Linked DNA regions of Mus musculus: region 2 is linked to region 1. Evidence: chromatin contacts called from public promoter capture Hi-C data. All regions are on one chromosome and are shown on one strand. Each heading gives the region's core, a stretch centred on a gene start, on an enhancer-like site or on the middle of the called end of the contact. The rest is flanking DNA. Distances are from core to core; before and after follow the strand shown. Region 1 holds the start of Hoxa13 (homeobox A13). Region 2 holds the start of Creb5 (cAMP responsive element binding protein 5).

Region 1 (3,419 bases), core at 180-2,679:
AGTCTATATTTTCCAGAACGCACCACTTTCACTTTGACCATTTGTTCCCCTCTGGATGTCTGACCAGTTCACACTTGCACAACCAGAAATGCATGTAGTCCTAAGGAGGCAGGGTCCCCAGAATCCTTTATCAAAACACTGCATCCAAACGTTGCTCTCCCAATACAAACACCCCACCAAGCTCAAGGTACAGAGGAACTCATCAGCTGAACCCCGGCACCTTGAACCCACTACAGGCTGAGCCCCTATTAGGAGAAAAACCATGAAAGGATCCCAAAGAGCCTTTTTCTCTTTCCCCAAAACGGAATGCAACAGTGGATTGCCAGGTGTCTGAAGTGTCCAACTCAGGATCTATGGAGTGACTTGTAGGAAGTCCCAGAACCGTGGCTGGAGTTCCAGCCAGCAGCCCAGCTGGGGCCTGTTCCTCTTAAACCCCTTCAGGAAAAGGCAGCCGGACTCCTGAGACAGGAGTGTGAGTGAATGGTGCTTTCTTCATCTGAAATCCTCTGCGGACCAGAGAGAATAGCTGCTGCATCGGAATGAATAGCGAGCTGTATATACAAGTTGGACAATGTGGCAGTATGCATCTCTCTCTCTCTCTCTCTCTCTCTCTCTCTCTCTCTCTCTCTCTCTCTCTCTCTCTCTGTGTGTGTGTGTGTGTGTGTGTGTGTGTGTGTGTGTGTGTGTGCGCGCGCGCGAATATTTGCGCTCGCGTGTGTGATGAGTGTAGGAGATACAATTAGTTGTTCTGATCTTCTGAGTCCTTAGGCCTAATTGAAATTGTCCTCTAGAGCCTGAGAACAGGGAAGGGAGCTCCCAAATGCAGCCCAAACTTCCCAGAGAAATGTCCTGGGACCCTTGCTCCAGACTTCTCCTGGAACCAACAGGAAACAAACGCCCTTGTTCCCCAGGGGGGGGTGGGGAGTGCAATCTCGGCCAGGCGAAAGCTCCCACATCCTTGGGAGGGTCTAGCTGCAGAAAGATGTATCCATCCCTGGAAAGAAAACAGCCCCAGAGGTCCCTAAAACATGCCAGGACATCCTGGGCCAGTCCAAGGCCAAGGCAAACCCTCATTCCTGGCCACTGGAGAATTTACCTGACTTGTCCCCACGACCTCAGGTCGCACCCCAACCGCAGCCGCTCACTGCCCCTCCCAACCTCCGCGCGAAACCCGGGAAGGGATCGGGGTCCCTGTGTTCCCAGCCCCACCCGCCCTAGTTTCTCCCCCCCACCCACCCCCGCCTCCTCCGTGGGTGACTGCTGCGCGGCCGCGCGGCGGGAGCTAGAGCTGGCGCAGAGGACCGCGCGGGCGGCGGCGGGGACGGCGGGCCCAGCGCGGAGCCGAGCCGGAGCCTCCCGCTTTGCATACGCCGGGGGCGGGCCGGGGGCGGGCCAATGGGCGGCCGCCTGGCGCGACCCCGCAGGGCGCGACCCGCCCCCCTCGCTCGGGCCCCGGCCCCGCGCGCCGCGCTCTTCACTTCTTGGGGGCTTTTTAAAACAGCGCCACTGGGGTCTTCTCCATGCGGCTCGGGCTATGACAGCCTCCGTGCTCCTCCACCCCCGCTGGATCGAGCCCACCGTCATGTTTCTCTACGACAACGGCGGCGGCCTGGTGGCCGACGAGCTCAACAAGAACATGGAAGGGGCGGCGGCGGCGGCACGGGCGGCGGCCGGCGGCGGCGGCGGGAGCTGGGGGCGGGGGCTTCCCCCACCCGGCTGCCGCGGCCGCGGGGGGCAACTTCTCGGTGGCCGCAGCGGCGCCGCCGCCCGCCGCCGCGGCCAACCAGTGCCGCAACCTGATGGCGCATCCCGCACCCCTGGCGCCCGGCGCCGCGGCCGCGTACAGCAGCGCCCCGGGGGAGGCGCCCCCGTCCGCCGCCGCCGCCGCCGCCGCCGCCGCTGCTGCCGCCGCCGCCGCGGCTGCCGCGTCGTCGTCGGGAGGGCCCGGGCCGGCGGGGCCCGCGGGTGCCGAGGCCGCCAAGCAGTGCAGTCCCTGCTCGGCGGCGGCACAGAGCTCGTCGGGGCCCGCGGCGCTGCCCTACGGCTACTTCGGCAGCGGCTACTACCCGTGCGCCCGCATGGGCCCGCACCCCAACGCCATCAAGTCGTGCGCGCAGCCTGCTTCGGCCGCCGCCGCCTTCGCCGACAAGTACATGGACACCGCCGGCCCCGCGGCCGAGGAGTTCAGCTCCCGCGCCAAGGAGTTTGCTTTCTACCATCAGGGCTACGCAGCCGGGCCTTACCACCATCACCAGCCCGTGCCCGGCTACCTGGATATGCCAGTAGTTCCGGGGCTCGGGGGTCCTGGCGAGTCGCGCCACGAGCCTCTGGGGCTTCCCATGGAAAGCTATCAGCCCTGGGCTCTGCCCAACGGCTGGAACGGCCAAATGTACTGCCCCAAAGAGCAGACGCAGCCTCCCCACCTCTGGAAGTCCACTCTGCCCGGTAAATGGCGCCCCCTTTCCAGCCCGGGTCTTCCAGCTTTTCAGCTTCTCCTCGGCTCGTGCCCCAGGGTCACTAACCCCCCCCCCCCCCCGCATTCTCCCTGGCCTGGCTTGCCTTAGCAATTCTGCACCCCTGGGAGCCTGGCCCCGGCTGGCTGGCGCTGTCCGTCCGCCCTGCCCTAAGTCGAGCCGGTCCCCGGGCCCTCCTTTGGTAAAGGGTAGCTGGGAGGAAGCTTGTGGGTTCCAACTCCGGCAGCCCCTTTCTCTCTGGGTGCCCCACCCTCCCAAGCCCTTGACATTGACTCCAAGATGGGAAATAGACTCGATTTTGAGCTCACCAAATTGTCCCTGATGGTTCTCTGAAAAAAAAGGCTTCGTTGGAGAAGCATAGAATGTTGGGACTTGGGGCAAGCTGAGAGGAGCCGAGCTCTACAGAAAGAAGTGTTGAACCCTGTTGAGTGCTAAGGTGTGGACCGCTGTACATGCAGAATGACCGGATTGGGGTGGTCACTGGAACTCTGGGCGATTTCATTTCAGTACACAACTAACCATACCCCCCTACTAACGCTCCAGGCTTTGGCAGAAGGCTGGATTGTACAGCATTCGTGGCAAAGAGCAATCAGGCATTGCAAGGCCGGCAGTTCACATTGAGCTGTCGCCTGTGTTCTGGCTCAGGTCGGCTCCCAGAGTAACTTGCCTTCTTCCTTATCTTACAGACGTCGTCTCCCATCCTTCAGACGCCAGCTCCTATAGGAGGGGGAGAAAGAAGCGCGTGCCTTACACTAAGGTGCAGTTGAAAGAACTCGAACGGGAATACGCTACGAACAAATTCATTACCAAGGACAAACGGAGGAGGATATCAGCCACGACAAACCTCTCTGAGAGGCAGGTCACAATCTGGTTCCAGAACAGGAGGGTCAAAGAGAAAAAAGTCATCAATAAACTCAAGACCACTAGTTAATGGATTAAAAGGTG
Region 2 (3,507 bases), core at 283-2,782, 1.0 Mb before region 1:
AATAGCTGTGTCCAGAGAACCCGCAATTGCCCCGGGGGATGGGGGCATAGTTGCTTTGACAGCATTCTGAGCCCCCAAACCCTTGAATATCTGAAGCCCTTAATAAAACACTTACTGGCCTGCAGAATGACGTAATGGACCTGTAGCCAGCCTTTATTCTTTGACACATGTCAGGAAGAGGGAAAAATAAAAAACCAAGCAAGCGTTGCTGATACTGACAACGATGTACAAGTAGCCCACTCTAGTTCCCAGCGTTGAACCAGCATCAAGTGGGGGCGGCACTCGTCCAGGGAAAGCTGGAGCTTTTTCTACTAGACACTCCCTGGAAATAAATCTATGACTAGAAAATAAATGAAAAATTAAAGCGGGCTATAGTCCCTCTAAAGTGGCTTAGTGGGGGCGGTGTCTGCTTGTCTCAACCCTTTAAGAACTTTGTGAAAAGTTTAAGCGGTTCGATAAAGAATCTGGCTCAAAGGCAGACTCTGTCGCCCGGTCCTGAGAACCGCCTGGGTGCAGTGCGGCTCGGGCCCCAGCTGTCATTTGGGGCAGCAGCCCGGAAGAAGTAAGAGTGCCAGCGCAAAGGGGACGGAGGCGGGAGGCGGCTGCAGGAGTGAAGGCGAGGGCTGCGGAGCACTCTCGAGCTGGAGCGCCTGGAGCGAAAGTCAAGTCCCCCTCCAAGGCAACCGACCCTCCCGCTGCAGCCGGCGGCCGGTCGCGAGAACTGGCAGCGGCCGCTGGGCACCCGGGAGAGGGAGAACCCCCTGCGAACTCGCTCGGCTGCCCCTAGGTGACCAGGCGACTTTGCCGCAACGGTTGGAAGTTTGCTAACTTTCTCCCGGGGTTCCGCTGCATCACTGAGAAACGGGATGCGAGGAGGCTCCAGGTTCCTGGTCTGTTGCTGCTGCTGCTACCACTGCCGCCTCCGCCGCCGCCACCACCACCGCCGCTTGACCACACTTCAGAAGGGTTCCACACCATGCCGGGGCTCTGGAGGCAAACATACACCCCCGATTCATAACTGTTCCCCGTGTCAGGGAAACTCACGCGCGCTCCCATACACGCACGCACACTGGGTCGGACACGGCGCTGGCTCCACTCAGCATCCCTCCAGTCGCACGGCGCAGCAATCACCAAGAAGCGCTCCGGGACGGACACGGCGTGGGGTCTCTGGGTGACTACAGGACACAGCACAACTCCACAGTCCACCAGCAATTGGGGCCGGACTTCCTTCTGATCCGCCAAAGTGTTTACAAACACAAATCAAGGGGGAAAAAATGCATCGCATCCTTTCTACTCCTTGCCCTGTGACCTGCCCATTGGACTAAGTAACCTCGCGGCTGCAGCGATGAACCAACCCCTGCAAACAAGGACGCTCCGGAGTCGGCTCGCGCGGCAAGTGCAGCGAAAGTGGCTAAATGCAAAAGGCCCAGAAGTGGCCGCGCCGTATTTTTAGGAACTTACCAAACAAGTGTGGAGAAGGCAAGAGCCGAGCCCGGGTGAAGGGACCACGTTGGACTGAGCAAAGATTACAATACATTCTATTTAGAGTGCATTACATCACCCCCCCGGTGACGTCACGTGGGATTCCTGAACTTCTAAATCATTGCGGTCCGTTGGGGAAAAGGAGGGAGAGAGGGGCGGGGCCCGCACGCCGAGGGGGCGGGCCCGGTCTCCGCCCCGCCCAAATCCCGCCCCTCGAGCGGACCCGGGTGCTTGCGGCGGCGTCCGCGATCGCGCAAGCAACAGCTTGCACAGCCCAGCGCCGAGTAACACGGCCCCCCGACATTAGTGGTGTGAGTCAGCTTGGAAACAATCCTGAAGGTTTCAAACAGAGCCACGCAGGAGACACCGGCACGAGCTCTTCTGCAAGAAGTGTCTGTAGGGTCAGAAAGAAGTAAGGTTTGGGGTGTGTGCATGAGGTGGTAAGGATGCTGAAGGAGGTAGAAAGAGACATTTACACTTACAAATGCAGGCCACTTCCTACTTCCCTACCCCAGCCACCGAAGATACCCAGATCCTTTGCCTGTGACAGCCATGACCTCATTGCAGCGTTCTCTGCATGCTGGCTTCTTAGTATCTCCATTTCGCCGCCCCTCTCCTCATCACGCTCAAGGGCATATAACTTCTTGTGCACACTCAGTAGGACTACACACAGCCTTCCCTGGTCTCGCACCTTGCATGTGCTGACCTGTGAGAGAATCTCTCTAAAGGCGAAAGGCGAATCTCAGCCAAGAGCCAAATGATGAGCCGGATTTAGACTCCGCGTCAGCGCCGGAAGGGCCCTGGCCATTGCTTCCAGAGCCTCTGCTACTGGCCCAAGCTCGCCGGCTGGGAAGCAGTCGAGCCAGGGCTAGAATACAGGATCTAGGGCCAGGTCTGCAAAGGGAAAAGAGGACTGACCTTTTTCAGCATGGGCCAGAAGCCACCGCTCTCACCTTCCTCATCCCTGGCAAGGGCTAGATTTCCTTTTGGAAGCTCTCTCTCCCTTTGGGGAGCATTGAAAGCCTGTTCGAAATGACCACTGTCATCCAACAACAGCTCACACTTTGCCAAACACTTGAAGCCACACCATTTTCTTCTTCCTCATATGACTTTGACAGAATAAGGAAAAGCGGGGAGTGTGTTGTAATTATCTCTATTTCACAGCTGAGCTGAGGCAGACAGACTCAGAAGGCTAGGAGCTCTCCTGATCATCAGGGACCACTCTAGCGCATGTCTAACCCCAGATCTCACCTGGGTTCCTTGGTAGAATCAGGCATATTAATTCTTTTCTGATGGCTGACTGGTTAGAACTTCAACTAAGAGCTTGCTGGCTGGGAGTTGGATCTTTGCTTAGGAACAGTTTAGCCCCCATTAACAAACAATAATGGCTCCTGACATTTATGTAACATCTGACATTTATATAGTGCCTCTCATCCCAATGCATCACAGCCTGACTGTGTAGTCTGCCAGAGGATCATGACTAGACTGGCTAGGAATCGTAATGCTTTGCCCAAATTGTCACATTTCTGAGCTGGTTTTGACATACTAAGTGGAAGAGCTTTCTATTTCCTTTCTGGTTTGAAGTGTTTAGCCCCTCCTCCCCCACCACTTGTCTTCAGGGTTCCCTGAAATCACAGGGACTGACAACTCCCTCTTTCCTTGTAGCCTTCCTATAAGTTCTTCTGTGAATTTTCCTCTCCTCTTCTCCATGGGACACTGAAGGAACTGTGAAAGAAGATGCTGGTCCTAACCTGAAACAACAAAACCTTGACTGTGATGGCTCAATTGTCTGGGTTTAGGGAAGGAAACCATGGTTCACTGAACAGCAGCTTCCGTATCCACCTTCCATCTCAATTTCCAGTACAGCCTTGCTCACCCAGAGCAGAGAGCAACCTCCTTCCTCAGAGAAAAAGAAAGTGCCCAAAGGAATTGAGCCAGCTTGAAGCTAAGAGCTGGGGTTTTCCCCCTGGTGGATAAACCAAAGGAATGAAGCGAAGAATTAAGTGGGCAAAGCCAGGGTGATGG

What was found. Promoter capture Hi-C pulls out the DNA fragments that hold promoters and counts their contacts.
Region 2: a contact with region 1 is called in a promoter capture Hi-C map of pre-B cells, with 4 times the contacts expected there. The contact joins the promoter of Creb5 here to the promoter of Hoxa13 in region 1. A contact is called at or near these places in 5 of 39 promoter capture datasets (the 3T3-L1 cell line, embryonic stem cells, hippocampal neurons and 2 more), 6 of 484 Hi-C or Micro-C datasets (embryonic stem cells and myocytes), 1 of 115 datasets of contacts at active chromatin or transcription factors (embryonic stem cells) and 2 of 9 other capture datasets (adipose tissue and embryonic stem cells).

What each region holds. Positions count from the first base shown.
Region 1 is chr6:52,258,890-52,262,308 of GRCm38.p6, reverse strand. Hoxa13 (homeobox A13) reads left to right here and starts at 1,429. Exons shown (of 5, transcript NM_008264.1): 1 at 1,429-1,672; 2 at 1,674-1,757; 3 at 1,760-1,767; 4 at 1,769-2,445; 5 at 3,161-3,419. The coding sequence starts at 1,535. The coding sequence ends at 3,405.
Region 2 is chr6:53,285,328-53,288,834 of GRCm38.p6, reverse strand. Creb5 (cAMP responsive element binding protein 5) reads right to left here and starts at 1,532. Exons shown (of 11, transcript NM_001327821.1): 1 at 1,462-1,532.